3 separate regions of the Pan troglodytes genome follow, and all the other regions are linked to region 2. Evidence: chromatin contacts called from public Hi-C and HiChIP or PLAC-seq data. All regions are on one chromosome and are shown on one strand. Each heading gives the region's core, a stretch centred on a gene start, on an enhancer-like site or on the middle of the called end of the contact. The rest is flanking DNA. Distances are from core to core; before and after follow the strand shown.

Evidence for each region. Hi-C and Micro-C count contacts between places; a contact is called where the count stands out from the background. HiChIP or PLAC-seq counts read pairs in DNA pulled down with a chosen protein or histone mark.
Region 1: an H3K4me3 HiChIP or PLAC-seq map of stem cell-derived excitatory neurons shows a contact between it and region 2, with 7 times the contacts expected there. The contact joins the promoter of SSBP4 here to the promoter of RAB3A in region 2. A contact is called at or near these places in 1 of 7 Hi-C or Micro-C datasets (stem cell-derived neural progenitor cells) and 1 of 1 datasets of contacts at active chromatin or transcription factors (stem cell-derived excitatory neurons).
Region 3: a Hi-C map of stem cell-derived neural progenitor cells shows a contact between it and region 2, with 2.9 times the contacts expected there. The contact joins the promoter of PGPEP1 here to the promoter of RAB3A in region 2. A contact is called at or near these places in 1 of 7 Hi-C or Micro-C datasets (stem cell-derived neural progenitor cells) and 1 of 1 datasets of contacts at active chromatin or transcription factors (stem cell-derived excitatory neurons).

What each region holds. Positions count from the first base shown.
Region 1 is chr20:21,069,716-21,073,936 of NHGRI_mPanTro3-v2.0_pri, reverse strand. SSBP4 (single stranded DNA binding protein 4) reads right to left here and starts at 2,391. Exons shown (of 17, transcript XM_024351878.3): 1 at 2,309-2,391. The coding sequence starts at 2,376.
Region 2 is chr20:20,852,628-20,856,677 of NHGRI_mPanTro3-v2.0_pri, reverse strand. It overlaps RAB3A (RAB3A, member RAS oncogene family), which reads left to right and starts at 2,766. Exons shown (of 5, transcript XM_512511.7): 1 at 2,766-3,146.
Region 3 is chr20:20,990,550-20,994,540 of NHGRI_mPanTro3-v2.0_pri, reverse strand. It overlaps PGPEP1 (pyroglutamyl-peptidase I), which reads right to left and starts at 1,382. Exons shown (of 5, transcript XM_009435025.3): 1 at 1,231-1,382. The coding sequence starts at 1,264.

The DNA of each region.
Region 1 (4,221 bases), core at 1,142-3,641, 220 kb before region 2:
ATGCCTCCAGAGCCAGCAGCTGCCTGGAGACACACAGGAGACAGACCAGGGGTCCAGGGGTGACCATGGCAGACACCTCCTGCTTCCGACCTGAGCAGGAGCCAGAGGCCAGTTTCAAAAAGTCTTTGGGCTTAAGGGTGCTTGGAAATGGAGCTCATCTTCCTAACTGCACACAGGCAAGGGAGGCCTGACAGTGCAGTCATTTGCCTACCACCTTCCAGCCAGAAGAGCCTCTTCTCCAAAATGACCCAGAGGCTGGGCAGAGGGGACAGGCATCTTTGTGGAGGGGTGGGACATCCCAAGTCAGCCTAGGCAGAAGAGGCAGGATGGGGGACACTCAGCCAACGTCCAGGGCTCCTCTCCAGCACCCAGACATTCAAGTCCTCACTCCTGGCCTGGCCCTCAAGGCAGGTCCTCATGGGACCCCTCCCTGCTGATCCAGCCTCCTCTCTGCTTGGGTGGCCAGTTCCACACCACGGGCCACTCCAGGTGGCTCAACTTCAAGGATCCTGGAAGTCCCCCATCAGCTATGACAAGACTCCCGTCCTCCTGGGCACTGTTTTTTTGTTTTTTGTTTTTTTTTTTTTTGAGATGGAATCTGGCTCTGTCGCCAGGCTGGAGTGCAGTGGCGTGATCTCGGCTCACTGCAACCTCTGCGCCACGGGTTCAAGGGATTCTCCTGCCTCAGCCTCCCGAGTAGTTGGGACTACAGGCGCCCACGCCCAGCTAATTTTTGTATTTTTAGTAGAGACGGGGTTTCACCATGTTGGCCAGGATTGTCTCGATCTCTTGGCCTCGTGATCCGACCGCCTCGGCCTCCGAAAGTGCTGGGATTACAGGCGTGAGCCACCGCGCCCGGCCTCTGGGCACTTTTAACAACACTGCAAACTGCCCCGTGCCCTTCCTGCGGGACGGTCGCTGCTCCAAGCACCTTTCAAATGCTTTCCACCCGGAGAGCACACTCGGCTGACTCCCCACCCCGAGAGACCTCAGCCCCACCACGACCCTGCCTCCATCCGCACGGTGGAACCTGCCCCTACCAGCTTCAGAGCGCCTGGTACCCACGGCCTGGAGCCACGCCCAGAACAAAAGGGGCCCTCAGTATGCACTCTTCAGTGGTATCAAGAGAGCGGCTCCGTCGTCCCCACCCGCCCCTGGACTGTGAACCGTGCGGCTTCCCCAGGGGCCCCACACAGCTGCTGGGGCCAGGGCAGACAGGTGGCCGCGCGCCCCTCCAGCCGCTCTCCAGCTCTACCCCAGGCGACTGGGGTCCCCGAGCCGACACTCTTGTTCGTCCCGGAAAACTTCGCTGACCTCGATCCCCATGCGTCCGCAGCCTCGCGCACCCACGTCTCGAGGAGGCCTCGCGACCCCCGAGACCCGCTCGGGGATCTCGCGCGCCCCCTCAAATCTCGCGCCCTCGGGTTTCGCGCGCCCCCGCCAATCTCGCGACCCCTGGAGCCGCTCCGGTCTCGCCCGTCCACTCCCGTCTAGCGCCCCTCGGGTCGCCCGCCACCTCTCAACTCCGGCGACCCCTCAGGGTCTCGCGCGCCCCCCGCCAATCTCGTGCCCCTCGGGGGTCGCGCGCCCCCGCCAATCTCGCGACCCCTCGAGCGCGCTCAGGCTCCGCGCTCCCCGCCGCCCGCGCCCACGTGCCCCGCGCGGTGCCCGCCCGCGCCGGAGCCCACGGAAGAGCGCGGACGCCGAGCCCCGCCCCCGGCCCCGGCCCCGCACTCACTTCTCGCGGGCCTGGCTGTCGGAGGGCACGGCCGAACCCTTGCCCCCCTTGGCGTACATGCTGCTCCACGCCGCCGCCGCCGGGGCCCACACCTGTCAGGCGGCGCCGCGGGCCGCGCTCGCCGTCGCCATAGCTACCCCGCGCCCCGGGCCTCACCGCCCCGAGCCCCAGGCGGGCACGGCAGGCATCGTCCGCGCGGGGGAGCTCCAGACGGCCGCGGCGGCGGCGGCAGCGGCGGCTCCAGCTCCGGCCCCGGCCGCAGGGTGGCTTTTTTTCCTCCCTTTCCTCCGCGCGGGCTGTTCCGGGAAACGCGCGCTCCCCTCCTCCCGCCGCGCGCGCCCCCGCCCGCTGCCTCTCCGCCGCCCGCGGGCGCAGCTCTTAAAGGGGCGATGGCGGGCGCGCGGGTGGGTCCCGCCGCCGGGACCGCGGGCGGAGCGCGCACGCGCAGTGCCCGCCGCGGGGGGTGGGGGCGCGGCTACACACTCGCGGGTCAGGATCCCGGACGGCCACCCAGGGACGCACAGCTGATCGCGGCTGCACACGCGCGCGTGCACACACACGTTCACTCACCTCAAATGGAGCCGGCCACCCACATTGTTGTACACCCAGCCACACACATTCGCAGCGACACTCAACATAGCGCTCCACACAGCAAAAGTGTACCCCGCTGCTGGAACGACTGCGGATAGCCCCATAAAGCCTCAGGCAGTGACATTGGGTGTCTCACCCCGCAGAGCTACCCACACTCAGCAAGGGTGGGAACCACCGCACATACAGCCCGCCCAGCGACACACATACACTGCCACACACCCAGCTCACAGTGGCCGTCCTGGAACAACTAAACACAGGCCACCGCACACAGGCACCCAGCCTCACGCAGCCGCGCGCTTATGCAAGGCCGTGCCACAGCTTCCAACAGCCGTGGACAGAGCCCACGGAGTTAACTCACAGTCACCCTGGGGCGCACTATCGCGGCCTCCTGAGAACCACACCCTACCCAGCTCCACAGTCACAGGGCCTGCGGACACTCAGCGTCTCGCCCGAAGTCACACAACACAGACACAACCCAGGCACACAGACACAAAGCTCCTATAGTATCCAGGCTGTGGGAGCCACCTGGCACCACCCCGAAGTAATACCCGGTGACAATACTAGGTGCTGGGTGACTGCTGTTTGGGCTTCTCAGCCTCGGTGCTGTGAGCTGTAAATGGGGCACATCCCACCTTTGTCTGCGGGAGTCAGGGTGCAGGCAGTGGGTGCCCTTTTCCCCTTTTAGGGCCCTTCATCCCCCCACCAGGGGTGTTCAGAGAGGGTGGGGGCGGATACTGAGGCAGGGACCCCCGCAGGGCAGGGATGCCCGGGTACCAGTGGGTCGTGTGTGGATGGGCAGGGTAGGGGAAGGCGGTGCGGTTGACTCTGGGTCTAGATGTTTCTGTGTTTGCCACGGCTATTCCTCTTTTTTCCTAGGCAAGCCCGCGTGTGTGTGTGCAAACACGCGGCTCCCGTGTGAGTGCACGTGTGCATCCTTGTGCGTGGGGGGCTGGCAAACACCCAATAAATTATCGCTGTCTCGGCGACTGTCCCTGGCTGCGCGGTGGCAGTTGTGGGTCCGAGTCGGGCCGAGTCGCTCAGTGAGGTTGCGTGCACAAGTGTGTGCCGAATGTGCACGTGTGTGTCTCCGCGCGTGGGTGGGCCGCCAGCTCCCTAGGACCTGTGTGTGGCTCTGTGCTCACGTTTCGTGTGTGTGTGTGTTTGTGTGTGAATGTCTGGACGTCTCTCGCTGCCAGCTGACCCCCCAGATGCCTCCCCGATAGAGGCCGCCCCCCAGTACGTGAGAACCCCCCGCCCCCACCCCAAGCCTTCTGGCCGGCGGGAAGTCGGGAGCCGCCGGGGCTCCAGACCCGCGGAGAGGAAGGGAAGGGCAGGACCGGCCCCAGCCCCGCCTCCTCCCCGAGGGGCCTCGGCGCGGGAGGGGGGACGCCAGCCCTTCCCACTTCCTGTCCAGCCGGCCGCCCCTTCCCCCAGCTTCCTCTCCCGCGGGCCTCCGGGCCCCGGCTCGGCGGGGTAGGAGGGGCCCGCACAATTCCGCAGGGCCTCGGGCTGGCGACGGCCCCGGAGCCTGGGGGACCACGGGGGGCGTGGGCTTCGGCGTCCAGGTCACTCCCATCCTAATGACCGCTCCCACCACTGCCCCCGCCAGCGCCTACTCCTAATGAGGCACAGAGAGGGTGTGGCTCACCCAAAGTAACACAGAGCCTTGGTGATAACCGGCACTCCCGGGCCCGGCAGATGCCCCTCCTGCCACCCCCAGTTTAATCTCCCAAAGCTCCGTGGCTCCCCAGGGCCCTGTGTGCCCTGGTTGGTCCCTCGCCCCCTGTGAGCCACGGTTCCTTGGGTCAATGTGAGTCTTCACCCCATTAAACATGTATTGAGCGCCTACTGTGTGCTGGGCTCCGGAGACCCAGCCGGGACACGTTGCTACC
Region 2 (4,050 bases), core at 1,517-4,016:
GTTTTTGTTTTTATTTTTGTTTTAGACAAAGTTTCGCTCTTGTTGCCCAGGCTGGAGGACAATGGCGCGATCTTGGCTCACTGCAACCTCTGCCTCCCGGGTTCAAGCGATTCTCCTGCCTCAGCCTCCCAAGTAGCTGGGATTACAGGCGACCGCCACCATGCCCGGCTAATATTTAGTAGAAATGGGGTTTCACCATGTTGACCACGCTGGTCTTGAACTTCTGACCTCAGGTGATCCACCCACCTCGGCCTCCCAAAGTGCTGGGATTACAGGCATGAGCCACCACACCTGGCCCCCCCATTGGGTTTTAAGTTAGTGTCTTCTTCCCCGAGAAGTCGTCCCTGGACCCGTATCTGGGATACTTTTTTTTTTTTCTTGAGACAGAGTGTCCCTCTAGCACCTAGGCTGGCGTGCAGTGGTGCCGGTGATCTCAGCTCACTGCAACCTCCGCCTCCCTGGTTCATGCGATTCTCATGCCTGAGCCTCCTGAGCAGCCTCCTGGGACAGGCACCACTACACCGGGCTAATTTTTGTATTTTTAGCAGAGATGGGGTTTCACCATGTTGGCCAGGCTGGTCTCGAACTCCTGACCTCAAGGTCAAGGAGTGATCCTCCTGACTCGGCCTCCCAAAGTGCTGGTATTACAGGCATAAACCACCGCACCTGGCCACATTTTTATTTTTATTTGTCTAGTGTAGACGATAGGGTAGGGCTGCAGGGAAGCCTCTGGACTTTCCTCTGAGTGGGGCCGGCCTGGAAGCCTAGCCCGTTCTCCCACCAGCTCTGTCTCCCCTGACACAAAGAAAATACCCCAATCCGGCAGCCCCTCCCCCAGTTCAACCATTTCTAATTCCAGAGCCCAATGCTGCTCTGGACAATCAAGGGCTTGCATTCTTTTTAAATTTAAATTAAGTAATTAATTTTTTGAGACAGCGTCTCACTCTGTCGTCCAGGCTGGAGTGTAGTGGCGCGATACGGTTTCCTACAGCCTCGACCTCCTGAGCTCAAGTGATCCTCCTACTTCAGCCTCGGGAGTAGTTGGGTCCACAAGCACGCGACACCACATCCAGCTAATTTTTAAATTTTTTGTAGAGATGGGGCCTCCCTATGTTACTCAGGCTGGTTTCCAATTCCTGGGCTCAAGCGATCCTCCCGCCTTGGTCTCCCAAAGTGGTGGGATTACAGGCGTAAGCCTCCGCACCCGGCTATTTTTACTTTAAAATACTAAGTCAGTGACGGAAGCTTCCGCACATTCTCGTGGCTCACTTTTCTCTTCCTGGGGAAAAAAGGCAGGAGGTATTTCCGAGAGAGCCACCCATGTAGGAAGCGTGCCTTTGGGCGATCAGGGAGCTGAGCAACCGAGAAACCTCCCCTCCAAGGGGGCGGCAGGCCAGGGCCTGGACCAGCTTCCCTGGAGCCCCCCACAGAGCACGGACTACCGCGTGGGCGCGGAGGGCAGGGAGAATGGGAGGTGGATTTCTTTTTATTTTTTGTTTTTCTGAATTTTCCCAATTTCTCTGCAGTGGATTGGTGATACTTTTATAGTCCGAGTGGGGGAGGAGGGAGCAAACATGTTACCCTAAAAAGAAAAAATAAATTTCCCAAATGTAAACGGTGCGGGGACGTGGGGGTGGGCGTCCCAGTACTCCCAGGGCACTGGGGGCGGGCTGGGGACGGGGTTGGCGGCGGCTGGGCCTCGAGGCGCTAAGTTATTCTGGTCTCTCGGCGCCTCCGCAGCTGGCGAGCTTTTTATAAACAGGACGAGTCACCCCCCGCCACACACACACGCTCCAGCCCCGCCTACTGGGAGGGGTGGGGGGAGAATCTAGGGGATCAGGACTCTCCTGGGGGCCACACACCCCTGGAGGGTTTGAAAGCTGGAGTAGGGGGAGCAGGAGACCCAAAGTGGGGGCTGGGGTTTCGGGCTCCTCCCCCCTCCCCAAATTCTGACTTCCTTCCCTAAAGATTTGGAGGAATAAAAGATGGACCATCTTAGCTCCCAAAAGGCTCCATTCTCTGAGTTTTGCTTTCCCAGGATGGAGGGAGGGGGTCTCCCAGCCCCCGGGTCTTTGAATCCGAGCTTTGAAGAGCTGGAGGCTTCGGCTCGTGCCCTCCCTGTTTCCCGGGGCATTTACCGCAGGCTTTAAGGGGTTTCCGGGACAGGTCGCTTCTCTGTCCCTGCTAAACCTTTTCTTCGAATTTTCCTCTTGATGACGGGGCGCAGGGAGGGGAGGGGGTTCCCAGAGAGTCCATCAGCCCCTTCCTCCTTTTCTGGGAATGGTGGGGAGGGGAGGCTCTCTTGACCTCTACTTCTTCTTTCTTTTCAAACCTCAGAAACGGGGGAGGGGTGGAGTCTTTAGTAGCCCCTCCCTCAGTGGGGGGGGTCTTACGCCTCGGGAATGGGACAGGGGTCCCTCTTGACCCCTGTTTATTCTTTTGTATTTATTTTGAACCCCATATATGTGAGGGTATAAAACATCTCTTGGGCCTCGATTTTTCTTTTCTGCAATTGGGAGTCAGGGGCATTTAACAGGGGTCACAGCACCTTGGAGTAGACGGTGGCCTCAAGAGTCCCCTACCTGGGGTGGGTGCGGGCGGGTAAGGGAACCGCCCCTGGAAGACCGGGGCTCAGCCGAGGCCTCAGCCTCTCGGCCCTTCAATCTCCCAGATGCCACCATTGGACAAGAGGAGGGCGTAGACAATCGCTGATTGGCTACTTCGCCCGTCGCTCGGGGGCTTAAGCCAGTGAGAGAACGCTGAGGGGCCCCGCCTCCCCGAGGCGGGCAGGAGGCGGACGAGAGGCGGAGTCGGTCCCCGCTCCGCTCCCGCCCCTACTGGATGCACACGCTAGGCCCCGCCCCATTTTCACGTCAATCTGCTCAGGAGCCCTGCCCCATCTGGCTCTGCGTGCGTCAATGGGCCACATCTCTACGCGCGGCTCCGCCTCCGGATGGCGTCACGGACTTATCTACATGTGAGGCTCCGCCCCTCCCTTTGCAGGACGTCACGGAGGACTGCAGGGGCCTGAGCCGCTGCTGCCGCCGCCGCCGCGCAGCCCCACATCAACGCACCGGGGTCCTGTCACCGCCACCGCCAAAAAAGTCACCGCCGCTAGGGTCGCCGTTGCATCGGTGCAGGGCAAGGTGAGCTCCTGGGCGGCCGGGTGTGCTCAGGCTCCGAGCACCTGCATAACCTTCATTTGACTGATGGGCTGATGGAGGTGGGGGACGAGGTTGACTAGGGTTGAATGGGGGGAAGGATGCGGCGGTCGCGAGGCTGGGAATGGGTAGGGCCCGGGCGCCCCACTCCTGCCTGATCCTCACCACTAACCCCCCCAACCCCCCTGCTCTGCGGCGGAGGGGGAGGGGAGCCGAGCTCCTTGCGGGAAGCTGTGCGCGCGGGAGGCTTTTGCGTGCGCGTGCGCGTGTTGTGCACACGCGTGTGCGCGCCTGCCTGTGTCAGCGGGTCTGTGTGCACCCTTGCTTGTGTACCTGGATATGCTCGTGTGACGCCGTGGGGGTCTGGGCCTAAGTGTGTGCGCGTTGCACGCGCGTGGAGAAAGACGTGTGGACCGCCTGTGCAGGTATGGCCCGTGCATACAAGCACGGGGATCCGTGTCCGTGTGGGTGATGTGCACACGCCTGCATGGGTGGAGGGGCCTGTGCGCACGGGTGGTTTGCACATTTCTATAGGCGAGTCGGTGTGCAAACAGGTGTCTGTGTCTTTGTCCTGTGCACCTCAGTGCGTTCACACACTCCTGTATGTACGGATGAGCGTGTTTGAGGCTGTGTGCACGTGAGCGTGTGCATGCCCCGCCTGTATCATGTGATGCAGCGGCCTTGGCCGGACCTCTCCGGCCTGGAGGTTTGCGGGGAGCGGGGCTGCAGATGCGCGTCCTCGAGGGACCATGCACGCGGTGCACGTGGGGCCGCGCGGCCGGGTTCTGAGGACCATGAAAGATTGATGGGGGGCGGAGCCAGCCGCAGTCACCCCCTCCGGGCTCAGCCCTGGGTTTAGGGTTACAGCCCCACCTGGGGCACCTGCCCC
Region 3 (3,991 bases), core at 133-2,632, 140 kb before region 2:
AAAACTCCGTCTCAAAAAAAAAAAAAAAAAAAATACGGTCCATCTGGGCCAGTGATCCCACAGGATATGAATGCTATGCAGAGATGCTGTAGCCTGGGATAGCAGGTAGGGGCTGTGGCTCAGGAGGGGACCTCCTAACTCTATCCTTCTGTACAGCCAAAGTTTGAGTCTCAGCTCAGCCCCTTACAAACTGGATGACCTCTGTGAGCCTCAGTTTCCCTTTCTGCAAAATGGAGACAGTAAAGATGTAATCAGCTCATGCAAAAAGTGCTGGAATAAATAACCAGATAAAGGAAGGCTGGAAGGGGTGGGGGCAGTGACCCTCCTCCCAATTATACACACCTGTTAAGCAGGTGCCTTGTTTCTTCCTTCTTCCCTGAATCTCCTGGATCAGCCTCAACCTCCCTTCAACAGCCACAAAACACCTGTGTGCACCTTTGCTGGATTTCCCACTCTGACCCCTCCAGACAGCAGGTCAAAATGACCCCCCCCACTCCTTGACTCTGAGGCCCCAGCGGAAGTTGGCGCCCCACGTGGCCCCGAGGCGGAGTCTCAGGGAGGAGAAACAGTTGGTTTGGGGGTGGGGGGGAGTCGGTGACAGCAGGGGCCCTGACTCACCAACAAACAGCCCTGGCACAAAACACAAAAAGGTTTCCGCTGAAGACAGTCCCTGGGACAGCTGGGAGAGCCCGAGGTCCCCGGACCCCCACCTGCCCCTGCGTTGGGAGAGTAGCCCCCCAGGAGCGCAGGGCGCGGCGAACAGTGACTGGGAGGTTCATTTGTCACTGGGACACTTCCTGCCCGCAAATCGGCCTTTGTCCCCTGGGGCCAGGGGTTGGGGGAGCGGTGTGGGGACAGGCTGGACCTCGGAAGGGGCAGGGAGGAAGGGTCCAGTCCAGCCCGCAGGCCAGACAGAGGAGGCAGGTGCCAGGAGGGTCACCATCCCCACCTTGGGAGGAAAGGACGCCAGGGGGGCCTGCGCAGCGCCGGGCTTTTGCCCGGCCCCCCAAGCCCCGCGCCTGACTGCCCTGACTCCCGACCCTGGGACCCCCAAGGCTCCTCCTCCTCCACTTTCCAGGAAGCCTGGGCTGCGCGGGGCTCCCGCGGGTGATGACACCTTCCAAATCTGAGAGGACTTCCAGCACCTGCCCCTCTCGGCCCCGCAGTCCCGGAGCCGCCCCCGCCTCTGCCCCCGGCCGCTGCCGCTACAGCCCCCATCAGCCAGCGTACCCGTCACTACCACCGCCTTCCTCGGCTGCTCCATGGCGGGATCGGGCTGTGCCTCGGACCTGCTTCTGTTGCGACTGGCGCGACAGCTGCTGCCGCTGCAGCCTCTCGGCCGCGCGAGGCCACGCCCCTGTCACGCCCCCGGCCACGCCCCCGGTCGGCCGCTCGGCGTGCGCGCCCCCGGGCCCGAGACGCAGCGTGCGCGCCCTGCGCCCCGCCCCCGTCGGCTAGGCCCGGTATTCCCCAGCCTCCGTTTCCCCGTCTGCAAAATGGGAACATCTTATGCCATAGTGTGTAGCCGCTTGCACGCACTGAGCCAGGTGCTGGGGATGAGCCGGTCCTTTATTCTGCAAGGGTTCATCGAGGGCCTGCCCTATGCATGCATACTGCCCAGAATTAGGGAGGGAAGTCCCCACGAGCAAGGCCCGTTTTCCAGATAAGGAAACTGAGGCACAGAATGCCACTTCCCCGAGGTCACTCGCCTCAAGGGGTCACAGGAGCAGCATTCAGGCCAGGAAGTTGGCGGGGGTGGGGGAGGACAGAGTAAAAAAGGAAAAACACGGCAACCACATTTGTGTGGTGCCAGAAGTTTCTCTGCAGGCCCCCATGGTCCTAGGAGGCTAATGGGGGAGGGCGATTGTACCTGCTGTTCCCTCTGCCGGAACACACCCCGCAGGTACCTGCGAAGCTGGCCTCCTTCAGGCCTCAGCTCCAGTGTTCCAATGTCGCCTCCTCCCAGGGGCCCTCCTCCTGTCCTGGCTGTCACCTCCTCCGAGGGGTGAACTGTCACTTTCTCCTTGGGGCCTTCTCTGGCTATCACCTCCCTGCTATCCTATTACCTCCTCTGAGGGTTCCTTCTGGCCCTCCTTGGCTGAAATGACCTCACTGCTACCCCCCAGTGGTTCCATCTCATTCCCTGGTTCCATCCTCTTCATAGCAATAAAGCTCAGAAATAATTTCCTTTTTCTCTCTTTTTTTTTTGGAGACAGGGTCTCACTCTGTTACCCAGGCTGGAGTGCAGTGGCAAAATCATAGCTCTGTAACTTTGACCTCCAGGGCTCAACTGATCCTCACATCTCAGCCTCCTGAGTAGCTGGGACTACAGGTGTGTGGCACCACACCCAGCTAATTTTTGTATTTTTGTAGAGATGGGGGTTTCATAGTGTTGCACAGGCTGGTCTCGAACTCCCGAGCTCAAGCAATCCGCACACCTTGGCCTCCCCAAAGTGCTGGGATTACAGGTGTAAACCAGCACACCTGGCCAGAAATCATTTTTAATTTTTTTTAGCTTTTAAGTTTTGGGGTACATGTGCAGGTTTGTTATATAGATAAACTCGTGTCATGGGGTTTGTTGTACAGATTATTTAGTCCCCCAGGTATTCTTAAGCAGAAATTATATATGTATTTATTTATTTGAGACGTAGTTTCACTCTTGTCACCCAGGCTGGAGTGCAGTGGTGTGATCTTGGCTCACTGCAACCTCTGCCTCCCGGGTTCAAGCAATTCTCCCACCTCAGCCTCCCAAGTAGCTGGGATTACAGGCGAGTGCCGCCATACCCAGCTAATTTTGTATTTTTAGTAGAGAGGGAGGTTCACCATGTTGGCCAGGCTGGTCTCGAACTCCTGACTTCAGGTGATCCACCCTTCTCAGCTTCCCAAAGTGCTGGGATTACAGGCATGAACCACCGCCTCCGGCCCCCACTCCCCAGGTATTATTAAGCAGAAATCATTTAGTATAGTCACAGCCTCTCTGGTTGGCTTCCCATTTCCTCTGACATAGAGATGAGAACTTCTAGAGGAGGAAGTGTTGTTCTGTTAGAGCTGCGTCTCAACACCCAGCACATCCCCAGGCACATTCTGCCAACATTCATCAGAGACCAGAATTCCTCTAAAAACAGGTAGAAAATGAAAGCTGAGTTTCTGGCCACATCTTCAGAAACAGGACTGGACCTTGGACTTGGGTCACGAATTTTTTTTTTTTTTTTTTAGACAGGATCTTGTTCTTTTGCCCAGGCTGGAGAGCAATGGAGCGATCACAGCTCACTGCAGCCTTAATCTCCAAGGCTAAAGCAATTCTTCCACCTCAGCCTCCCGAGTAGCTGGGACTACAGGCGCGTGCTGCCATGCCCGGCTAATTTTTATATTTTTTGTAGGGACGAGGTCTTGCTATGTTGCCTGTTTGGGTTGGTCTTGAAATCCTGGGCTCAAGCAATCCTCCTGCCTCAGCCTCCCAAAGTGCTGGGATAACAGGCATGAGCCAGAACTCCTGACTGTGTGGTTCACTGATAGCCCGTTCCACTTTGACTTTGCCATCATTCGCCAAGACACTATGGTTTTTTGTTTGTTTGTTTGAGACAGAGTCTCACTCTGTCGCCCAGGCTGGGGTGCAATAGCACGATCTAGGCTCACTACAACCTCCGGCCCCTGGGTTCAAGCGATTCTCCTGCCTCAGCCTCCTGAATAGCTGGGACTACCAGCGCCTGCCACCGTGCCCGGCTAATTTTTGCATTTTTAGTAGGGATGGGGTTTCACCATGTTGGCCAGGCTGGTCTTGAACTCCTGACATCAGGTGATCTGCCTGCCTTGGCCTCCCAAAGTGCTGAGATTACAGACATGAGCCACCGTGCCCAGCTGGTACTATGGTGTTTACTGGCTCCACCCCCGAATTCCTCCAACACCAAGGGCAGAGTTCTCTAGACTGCCCCTGAGCCCTGTTTGGAAGCCCACACACCAGGTCACACGCTCAGTGGCTATTTTGGTCTTT